Linked DNA regions of Mus musculus: region 2 is linked to region 1. The links are chromatin contacts, called in public Hi-C maps. All regions are on one chromosome and are shown on one strand. Each heading gives the region's core, a stretch centred on a gene start, on an enhancer-like site or on the middle of the called end of the contact. The rest is flanking DNA. Distances are from core to core; before and after follow the strand shown. Region 1 overlaps Vps9d1 (VPS9 domain containing 1). Region 2 overlaps Rab4a (RAB4A, member RAS oncogene family).

Region 1 (5,297 bases), core at 935-3,434:
TAGCATGAGGGCTCCCTGGCACATCCAAGATGGGGCAGATTCTTCCCACTCAGGACACACAGCCCCAGTGCTTGAGCCTATCTCCACCTCTCCTCAACTCGGCTGGTAACCGAATCCTCTGACCTGGAGTCAGTGTCTCTCGTGGTTCTTGCATGAGCTCAGACCTTTGCACCTTGTCCCAAGGACCAGGATCAGCCTGGACACCTGCTGGCAGACCAAGGGGCTGTGACCCTGGCCTGTACCTGGAGCCCACAAGTAAATATCAGAGCTAGGTATGAGGTCACCTAAGAGCAGTTCAACCCAAGAGAAGGAAGGCAGACACTTCTCAGCCACTCTAAGGCTGGGTCGCTATCCTTCCTTACCACAAAGCCTGCCATGCACTGCCCTCTTTACTGTTTTATAAAAGAGTTCCCAGGCTAAGGGTTTGTACATCACAGCCTTGGCCCAAGCCATGCCTGACCAGGGGTGGGAGGTGGGGGGGTGCCTATCATGTCCCTGTGGGTGGCAGGACACTGAGCAGGGGCAGCAAGTGTGTGAGCCTCCCTGGCCCATGGAAAAAGAGGTCAGAGCCATAGCCTCGGGGTCCAGCTGCCCCTCACCTCTTGGTCCCATGCTCTTCCAAGAAGCTCTCATGTGTACCCTGACTAGTGCAGCTAGAGCTCTCCTGAGCCGGGCCCAGAGGACCTAGTGCAGAGGTGATTATCTTCTAGTCTCAGGCATTTGCTCCCAAGCTTCCAAAAGCACCTAAGTCCATAGCCAAGTAGAACATCAGAAGAGACCTAGTGTATCCTGCCATTGAGAGTGTTACTTGGGCCCAGTATTACTATGGCCAGGAGGTCTCCTGGGCTGTTGGGGGACAGGGGTACAAGGATTATAGCCAGCCTGGCCAAGATGGCTCCAGAGAGGCAGAGCGCGTGTCCCTTCGGCCCTGGTCCCACAGACCGACCTCTTGGCCTTTGCCCAGCAGCGGTGCTGATGACTTGCTGCCCATCCTGTCCTTCGTGGTGCTGAGAAGCGGCCTCCCCCAGCTGGTGTCAGAGTGTGCGGCCCTGGAAGAGTTCACTCATGAGGGGTAGGAAGGGGCCCAGGCTAGTGGGTGACTAGGAGGCTGATGTGGGGGAAGGGTCTCTGTGGGAAGAGCTGGGGACAGAGCAGCTCTGACAAGGGGGGACAAGGGAACCTCACCCCCCCCAGTACAAAAGCAATGGCTATAGTAAGCCGTGGAAGCCACAAGGGGGCCCGCAGCACCACCGCCACTTTCGGACATCCCTCTGAGATCCACTGTGCATGGGACACTCTTACCCGCATGCTCTGTAGCCTTCAGAGGACCCTGTGCAGGAGCCAGAGGGTGTCTCTGATCAGCATCTGCCCGGGGAAGAGCAGTATGCACCACAGGGCCATCACAGGACCTGGACTGACAGTGGGGAAAGGTCCGCCCTGACCCAGCTCTCTAGCAACTCTACCCGTGACCGAGTCATTGCCCAAGCAAGAAGGGAAGATGTTGCCCTCTGGCGGCCTAGGCTTGTCCATCTGTCCTCTCAGTCGACACGTCCTTCCCCACTCCACACAGGTACTTGATTGGAGAAGAAGGGTATTGTCTGACATCACTGCAGAGCGCCCTGAGCTATGTGGAACTTCTGTCCCGGGGACGGCTGGACAAGTAGTGGTGGCTGGACCTCACAGACCAAAGGAGCCACGGGACCTCCACGCTGCACTGCATATCTGGTGTGGGGACACTGAAGGCCAGCTTGCTGTGGTAGCACTCTATAGCACTTGCTCACCTTCTTTACCATGCATCTGTCCTGGAGGCCTAGGACAGTGCCTCTTTAACAGGGCATGGCTGGCTGAGTCAGGCCTGCCCCAGACCCCATAGGAGAAATCTAGCTGCCGTTCCCTGGGGAGCCTGCAGCACTGATTGATGGCTCTGACCTCTTCTCATGGACACTAGGCAGCCCCCACTGGGGTATCAGCACAGAAATGGGTATTGGGAACCTTGCCGGGCCAATCTAGTTTTACATGCCTCCAGTCTCCTGAGACAGCCCAAGTTTGTGTGAGCCAGTTTCTTGTTAGTCACAAGTGGGCTTTACCCTGCCCCCAGAGAACTGGGTGTAGGTAGTGTGAGGCTGTACTGTTTATTTACCAGGTAGCAACTGCCCTGTTTGCTTTTGCTGGCCCGGGTGTCACTGCCCAGGCCTGGGTTATGAGCCTTTCTCCTACCAAGGTCCAGGACATCCTGCCCTGGGCTTATCTTGGTTGGGGACAGTGAAATATGTTCAGGACACTGGCTAACAAATACAGTTGTACAGACTCTTCAATGTCAGAGTCTAGAGGTCAGCCCCTAGACTGTTATATGTCTCCAAGTGGCTACCAACTCAGCCTAAAATAAAGAAGTCACTCTACCGAAGTCCATGTGACTTGTTCGTTTACCCACTAGGCAGCCAAGACTCAGGCAACACAGCCAGCCTCCTAGAGATCACAGCTGACAGCCCAACCCCAGATCCTCTGCACAGAAGCAGTCTCTTCCCAGGGCTGTTCCCAGCCAGGAAATTGTGGACTTCCCCGCTCTGGGATAGCAAGTGTCTGCAGGGTACCATTAGGACGGCTGGAATTGAGTCATTACTGTAGTCCTGAGCCCACAGCAGTTCCCTGAAGGCGCCTGAGTAATCTTCAGCCTACTCTCACACACAATGGACTGTCCCACACAGCGATGCCCTTTGGTTCTGCTGGGGCCCTAGGGTGATGCTGGCATCCGAGCACAGGCAGCATCTTCCACGGAGGCGAGCTGACCCACCCAAGAAAGGAAATACCCATGGCAGCTGGGGTTGCTGTGAGGAGGTGGTGGCAGGACACGGGGGAGTTTCCAGTCCCAGACGGCAGTAGTAGTGGGGTCGTTGGAGCCTCTTGGAGTCAGGCTAGATGTAACTTGGTTATTGGGCATTTATTGAACACTTGTGTTCCAACCTGCAAGGAAATGGAGAACATGCATCTTGGAGCCTCGTAGGCTGACCTCAGAGTCCAGTCTGCAAATGGTGCAAGAGAAGCCTGAGGCCATGACACCAAAAGCAAGTGGTGGGCCCAGGTCAGCCTGGGCACGACACCCATTCCTGGGGCATTTGACCTATGGTCGCGATCTCTGCGGATTGGGAATGGGCCGGAAGCCCCCAGCAGCTACTTCCCACTCACCTGCGTCAGGAATAGCACAGACTCGGGTCTCAGCTAGGCCAGAGAAATGTCTCAGTAGTTAAGAGCACTTGCTGGGCAGTGGAGGCGCACTTGGGAGGCAGAGGCAGGTGGATTTCTGAGTTCGAGGCCAGCCTGGTCTACAAACTGAGTTCCAGGACAGCCAGGGCTGCACAGAGAAACCCTGTCTCAAAAAATGAATGAAAGATGAATGAATGTTAAAACAGATACCGTGTGTCTCAGCTGACTTGGATCGTCGGCACTGTCGGCTCCTCGAGGCTCGTGCTCTGGTGAGGTGTAGAGACCTTGGACGGGAATGCCAGGGGACTACTGAGTTTTATGGTAATGGACCTGCTGCAGGCTTCCGCTCTGACTTTCTTTTTTTTTTTTTAAGATTTATTTATTTATTATATGTTAGTACACTGTAGCTGTCTTCAGACACTCCAGAAGTGGGAGTCAGATCTCGTTACAGATGGTTGTGGATGGTTGTGAGCCACCATGTGGTTGCTGGGATTTGAACTCCAGACCTTTGGAAGAGCAGTCGGGTGCTCTTACCCACTGAGCCATCTCACCAGCCCCTGCTCTGACTTTCAAGTCAGTTTTAAGGCCCCACTTCACAGAACCAAGGTTACTGGGTTAACGTAAATCCCAGTTCTGAGAGTACCTGTTGGGTTGGGATAAAATCAGAACATACTGCGGCACACCCTGGGAGAGACCACGCAGTGCTGCTCAGCTGACCATGGCACTAAGATGAAGCCAGTTGTGCAAGCGATGCTCCTCTGTGTGTGTACATGTGTGCGTGCATGCGTGCGTGCGTGTCAGAATCATTTTTTGTATATAACTGAAACTCATAATTCAAAATTCACTTTGCCTGTGAATTTCTTTTTTTGTTGTTGTTGGTTTTGTTGTTGTTGGTTTTGTTGTTGTTGTTGTTGTTGTTGTTGTTTTCGAGACAGGGTTTCTCTGTGCAGCCCTGGCTGTCCTGGAACTCACTCTGTAGACCAGGCTGGCCTCGAACTCAGAAATCCACCTGCTGCTGCCTCTGCCTTTCAAGTGCTGGGATTAAAGGTGTGTTCACCATGTCCGGCTGTGAATTTCTTATAGACAATCAGAAAACATTTCAGCTAATACTCTATTGTTTTACTAATCTTTATACAAATTTTGTTTGTTGTTTGTTCTGGTTTTTTTTTTTTTGACACAGGATTTGTGTGTGTGTGTGTGTGTGTGTGTGTGTGTGTGTGTGTGTGTGTAGCCCTGACTGTCCTAGCTGGAACTTGCTCTATAGACCAAGCTGGCCTTGAACTCACGGAGATCCACCTACCTCTGCCTCCCAAATGCTGGGATCAAAGTTGTGCTTTGTCCTCCCAGCTGACTGACCCCCCCCCCTTTAAAGACAAAGCCTCATATATTCAAGGATAGCCCCTAGCTTGCTTTACGGCAAGGATAACCTTGACTTTCTAATTCTCCTGCCTGATCACCAGCTACCTCCCAACCGATAGATTTACAGCCTCTGCTCTCGTTGAGTTAGGTAATGTACTCGTATGTAGGAACCAGGCTTTCTACATGCCAGGCAAGCACTTGCACATCATATGTAGGAACCAGGCTTTCTACACGCCAGGCAAGCACTCACACATCTAACCCACAGCCCCAGCCTCCCACAGGACCCTTAACGAGCCCGTTGTCCTCCCATTTCTGCTGCCCACGGTGTCGCCTGTGAAGACACTGTCTGCAGGATCGCCTTGTGCCTTCTAAGCTTTTGCTTATTCTATGCACAGCTTCTTGGTTGCTTTGGAGCTGAGTTCTCAGCACTGATGCTTCCTACTGAGTTTCCCCTAGCTCTCGTACCAGCTGGCCCCGGCTTTCTGAAGATTGCAGCTGAACTGCAACAGAAATCGCCATACCTCTCCCGGCATCGCTTTGGATTTCCTCGGCATGATGTTGAGCCTATGCCTCCACCTTGAAGTCCAACTTCTTTTGGTTCCGGCAGCACCCAGGAGACGCCTGACTTGAATTCCTTTATCCCAGTGCTTGTTACCATGGGGCTGCAAGAGTTCACTAAACGTGGCCTTGGCCTTGTCGAGTACCAGCTTGTCATTTTGTGGCTGGCTGAAGAAGAA
Region 2 (5,297 bases), core at 1,668-4,167, 570 kb before region 1:
GTGCTTGGCTTTGGGTAGGCAGGATGGAAGATCTAGGGCTTCCTTGCTTTCATGCTTAGAGTTTGAGATGTGAAGACCAATGGAAGGGATGTCAAAGGATGCAAGGAGAGTCTATTTTGAGATACTGAGTGGCAGATCCAGCTGGAAAATCCTGTGAGCCAACAAGGTTGAGGCCACAGTAGCCTCCCTCACAGGCTGACCATGAAAGGCCCCCTGGTGAAGTCTGTGCCCTTGAGGTGGGGCAGAATCCTGACCACCAGCCCCTACAAAGCTTGCAGCCTTAGAGCAGCAGATCTGGTAGAAGACTGGGCCAGGATGTTGCAAAGCACATCTTCTAGCAACACAGAGACACAGTGGCAGCAAATGCAGACTCTGGACCTGGGAGTGAAGGGCGGGGTATCTGGGAAGGGTATGGACCACGGCTTATTGAAGAGCCAGGAACTCTGACCTCAGGATGGATGCAGTCAGGGATGGGAAGGGGGCAGAAAGCACCCAGAGTAAAGCCAGGGAAATGAACACCTGAAGCAGGAGAAGAGAAGGTGGCCAGAAATGATCCCACACAGCTGTGAGGCTGAGGTACTGGCCAGTCCTCTGTACAGATGCATCAGTCACCAGGTCAGTCAGGAGCTGAGGACAAAGCAAGATAAGATAGCCAGCAGATGACTCTGATGACGGCTAGCCCAAATGTCTGCGGACAGCAACAACCTAAAGAGCTGGCAGGGCTCGGCATGAAGGGCACGCGTATTTCAGGAAAATGCAGCGTCTGCTGCCCTCCTGAGGGAAAGGCAGCCCAAAAGGAGAGAGGTCAGCGCCAGTGCAGGACACAGTGAGCTAAAGATAACGACGCCCAATTCGGATGGACGCCCTCAGTCAGGAACAAATCTTAAGTGTATTAAAGAGTAGACTGTTGGGGCTGGTGAGATGGCTCAGTGGGTAAGAGCACCCGACTGCTCTTCCCGAAGGTCCGAAGTTCAAATCCCAGCAACCACATGGTGGCTCACAACCATCCATAACGAGATCTGACTCCCTCTTCTGGAGTGTCTGAAGACAGCTACAGTGTACTTACATATAATAAATAAATAAAAAAAAAAAAAAAAAGAGTAGACTGTTGAAGTTGATTAGGTTAACGGAAGGATGAAACCTGGCAAACTCTATAAAGAAACAAGGGCAAATAATCTGTCAAGATGATTTTCAGAATAGTTCACTTAAAAAGAGAGACAGAGAGGAGAGAAAGAGGGAGAGAGCTGAATAGCTTTTCCTTTTCAGACAGGGTCTTACTATGTAGCCTGGGGTTCTGCGTCTGCCTCCCAAGTATTGTGATTACAGGTGTGGGTTACCCCACCCAGTGTGAACAGCTAGCTTGACTGGAGGCTGAGTCAATGGGCTGGCCTGAGGTGCCTTGACACATGCCACACAGAGAACAGTCAGCTGGCTCTCAGCTCTTCCTTTACGGGGAGCTGGCTCCTGGGGTGTCAGCTTTGACCCACTGAGGGCAGGGACTTGAGGTCTCATCGTCTTTGAAAAGTCTGACCTCCTATTGTGATGAGTTCTATGATCAGGCCACCACAGGCTCACACAGAAAGCATGTGTCCTCCAAACAGTATACTGGACAGAGGGACCGTGTCCATGCTCTAGAGGCCTAATGGGTCTGAGGTACCACTGTGCACTCCCACCATTGAGCATAGTTAGCCTTGGATCCATATGGCTCACCGTTAGTCGACAAAATCTGGTCACATCAGTAGGGGTGATGAAGGCTAGCCTCTTGGTCATCCAGCTGCATGTGGGATCTAGGCATATCTCATAGTGGGTCTGAGTTCTGGGTATCAGTACACTGGGCAAGAAGTATATGGCTTCACTCCCATCCACAGATAAGATGACTAAGGCACATACCTGCTTCTCAGGTTGGGAAAGTCCTCAGTGTAGCAGTGGTCAGAGGACCATCATTCATGTCAGAAGGGTTTCGACCAGACCTGAAAGCTGAGGCCTGGCAACAACTAGAAACAGTCTGTCCATGAGCACTCTTAACTAAGGAGCAGGAACTGTTCCTGAAGAATGGACCAGAACATTTGTAATGTTTTATGACTGTAGCAAGCCTGCCTTACCTACACAACACACTGGGTTTGATAACTAGTATCCATAAACTGGGCGGGGTGGTGCACACCTATAATCTTGCATTCAGAGGGTAGGGACAGGAGCCTCAGAAGTTGAAGGTCACCCCTGCCTACACAGGGCGTTGGAGACCGGGGTGAATGAGAGGCTACCAGGTTGTCATGAGCTGGGACAAAGGGGAGTCATCCTGCAAACAGTAACAATGAAGCCAGCGACTGACTGCACTGGTGTTCTCCACTGGGGTTCTGAGCTGCATCCTGAGCACAAATGTGCCCCGCAGCCCCTGGATCAGTACCCAAGGCCTGGCTTGTCACCCTGTTACTTCTTCGGCCACCCCGCCCCCATCTGACTCTCACAGTCTCTCCAGGAGCACCCCAGAAGCTGGCGGCTGCAGAACCAGGTCCTCTCACGCTCTGCTCTAAGGCTTGGCAGGGCCCTTGGCTCCAGACCTGTGTCCTCGGCAGGGAGACTTGTTTTGCCTATTTTCAGGCTACATGAGGTGCCCACGTGATCTCCCCAGTCCAGGAAACTCGATCTACAGGACAGGTTTTATTAGTTCCGTTTCCACCACCACAATGGGACTGTCTGATTTCTGTCACAAACACAATAATAAAACCAGGCCTCCACGTCAAGTGTCTATTTATTTTTGGCTTTTTTTGTTTCATCTTCTCTGAGAGCAAAAGCATTGTTTCTCAAATGGATTCACATCAAAGCCTGTTTTGGCTGGCTGTCCATGGATTGCACAGAGGACGGAGACAGGTCACCTGGACCCTCTGTTCCCAAAGACGAGAGTTTACTTTCTAATATTGAAAGAAGGTTTGACTTTGATCCTGAGCGAGAGCAGAGGACCCATGGACTGCGCTCAGACTTGCGTTTTCTTTCTCAGCATCCAGCAAACCACTATAGCAGGCACACCAGAAGCCAGGGGGGCTGCTAAATGCACACTCTACGTACAGAGCCAGCTATGACAAAATGCTTTGTTTTTAAACCTCCACTCGCTTTTCTGCATGATTAAAAATTTATGTTGGAAAAGAAAATGATAAACATCTCTCTAAAATAGACCTCCCATTCATAATTTATGAGCACTTTATGAATAGTGTCCCTTTTTTCCATCTAAATATCACTGACTCCATAAGGCTAAAAAGCCAAAGCACACTTGTACCTGTGAGAAGATGGGGCCAGGTATGGTGGCTCAATCTTGTCATATGTTTCAGGAGGTGGAGTCAGGAGGATCAGGATCAAGACTAGCCTGGGCTACAAAGCAGTTTGAGGCCTGCCTGGGCTACATAAAACACTGTCTTTTTGTTTTTTAAATCATACGTGTGTGTGTGTGTGTGTGTGTGTGTGTGTGTGCGCGCGCGCGCGCGCGCTCGCTCGCACACGTGTGTATTGGTGGGGTGGGACATGAATATGGTGCCTGTAGAGGCCAGATCTGTTGGGTGCCCCTGGAACTGGACTGACAGGAGGTTGTGAGCTACCTGATATGGGTGCTGGGAATTGAACTTGGGTTATCTGGAAGACAGCAAGTATTCTTAAGCACTGAGCCATTTCTCCAGTATGAAACCCTGCCTTTAAACAACAAAGTAACAACAAAAATAAACAAAACCAGAGGAAGTAGAAACAGCCACAAGACTCAGCCAATGGGTGCTGTGACATGCTGTTGGAGGCGGGACTTGTTTGGGCGCAGCAGTACGTGTCAAATTCACCATCATCACACACCAATTTGTATTGACCGAGTCTTTCACAACATAAACTACCTTTGGAATTCTTGCTTTTGAAACAAGGTCTCACTTTGAAGCCCTGGCTAGACAGGAGTCTCTATGTAGATCTGGCTGGATCTGCTTGCTTCTGCCCTGGGAGTTCTAAGATTAAAGGCTGTGCCAACACACCCAGCTCCTTAGAACTCGTAGACAAGCTTCAAAAAACAAAAGCAAAAAACAAAACAACAACAACAAAAAAAGAGCAAAAAAAAACCTAAAACCAACCAACCACCAACCTATAAGTACACCATGCTTCCTTCCCTTATGTCCTGTTATATAACATGGTTCCTTTTCTTTTATCTTTTTTAAAGACAGGGTTTCACGGAGCCCAGGTTACCCTCCTAGCTCTACTTCAGAGGTGTTGGGGTCATTGGCAATGCCCATGACACCCAGTTCTACCCTGTAATATGTGTCTTGTGTCATTTTATATTTTACTGCACAGTTGCAGTCACCAAGTAGCAAATGTCACATATCCTTCAAATGCACAGAAGACAGTCCATCAGCGGAAACAGATCCCCTCAGATCGTCTGAGCTCTGCGGGCAACAGGCACACACGGAATATTCGCATACATCCAGGCAAATACTCAGACACACACACACAAAAAAAAATAAATCGTAACAAACAAACAAACAAGCAAAATTGTCCCATCTCAGAAATTCTGTCATGGCAACAGGGGTTAAGGCAATAGGCCAGGACTCGGGCCCTCCAAAGGCTTCCAACAAACCACCCTAACTGGGCAGTGCTCTCCTAGAATTACTGAGAATGATCAAAACAGACCAGCTCAAGTTTGACCACTCCCCTCGGAGAGCTTCAGAGAAGAAATTCCAGAAACAATAAGCCTTTTCTCATTTCGAAGAAATGTTCAGGGTTGGAAAGATGGCTCAATAGTTAAGAACACTTCCTGCCCGTCCAGAGAACCAGAGTTCAATCCAGTACCTAGTTCACAACTGCCTGTGACGCCAGGTCCAGGAGATCAGATGCACCCACACATGTAGCATATTCATACACACACACACACACACACACACACACACACACACACGCGCGCGCGCACGCATGCATGCGCACGCACACACGCATGCACACACAATGCACACACACACATGTGCGCACACACGCATGCACGTGCGCACACACACACACACACACGCACACACACGCACACACGCATGCGCACACACGCATGCACGTGCGCACACACACACACACACACACACACACACACACACACACACGCATGCACATGCACCTTGCAGAAGATGACCCTTAGCTTCTGATTCCTCTCTTTCTGCCTTCTAAGTGCTGGGATCACAGGTGTTCCTCCCACCTCAGCCCCAGCCCTGCTCCTTGAAATGTTCACCAGTTTTCAGTGAATGTGAAAAAGAAAAATACAACTTTGACATGGTGGCACACTCATTTAATCCCAG

The links. A called contact is a pair of places that touch in the nucleus more often than the background predicts.
Region 2: a Hi-C map of liver shows a contact between it and region 1, with 4 times the contacts expected there. The contact joins two enhancer-like sites. A contact is called at or near these places in 1 of 39 promoter capture datasets (liver) and 1 of 484 Hi-C or Micro-C datasets (liver).

Annotation. Positions count from the first base shown.
Region 1 is chr8:123,239,463-123,244,759 of GRCm38.p6, reverse strand. It overlaps Vps9d1 (VPS9 domain containing 1), which reads left to right. Exons shown (of 15, transcript NM_028200.2): 14 at 968-1,072; 15 at 1,571-2,404. The coding sequence ends at 1,664. It overlaps 4933417D19Rik (RIKEN cDNA 4933417D19 gene), which reads right to left. Exons shown (of 3, transcript NR_045849.1): 2 at 5,082-5,286; 3 at 2,401-2,961. Among named protein-coding and RNA genes, the nearest start is that of Spata2l, 5.9 kb to the right of the region's middle. Within about 2 kb of position 2,184, at least 6 of the 459 cell types and tissues checked have an H3K27ac peak or open chromatin away from gene starts, as enhancers often do. A contact at or near this core is called in liver, where this site is marked.
Region 2 is chr8:123,810,956-123,816,252 of GRCm38.p6, reverse strand. All of the region lies in intron 1 of Rab4a (RAB4A, member RAS oncogene family), which reads right to left. Among named protein-coding and RNA genes, the nearest start is that of Rab4a, 7.6 kb to the right of the region's middle. Within about 2 kb of position 2,917, at least 33 of the 459 cell types and tissues checked have an H3K27ac peak or open chromatin away from gene starts, as enhancers often do. A contact at or near this core is called in liver, where this site is marked.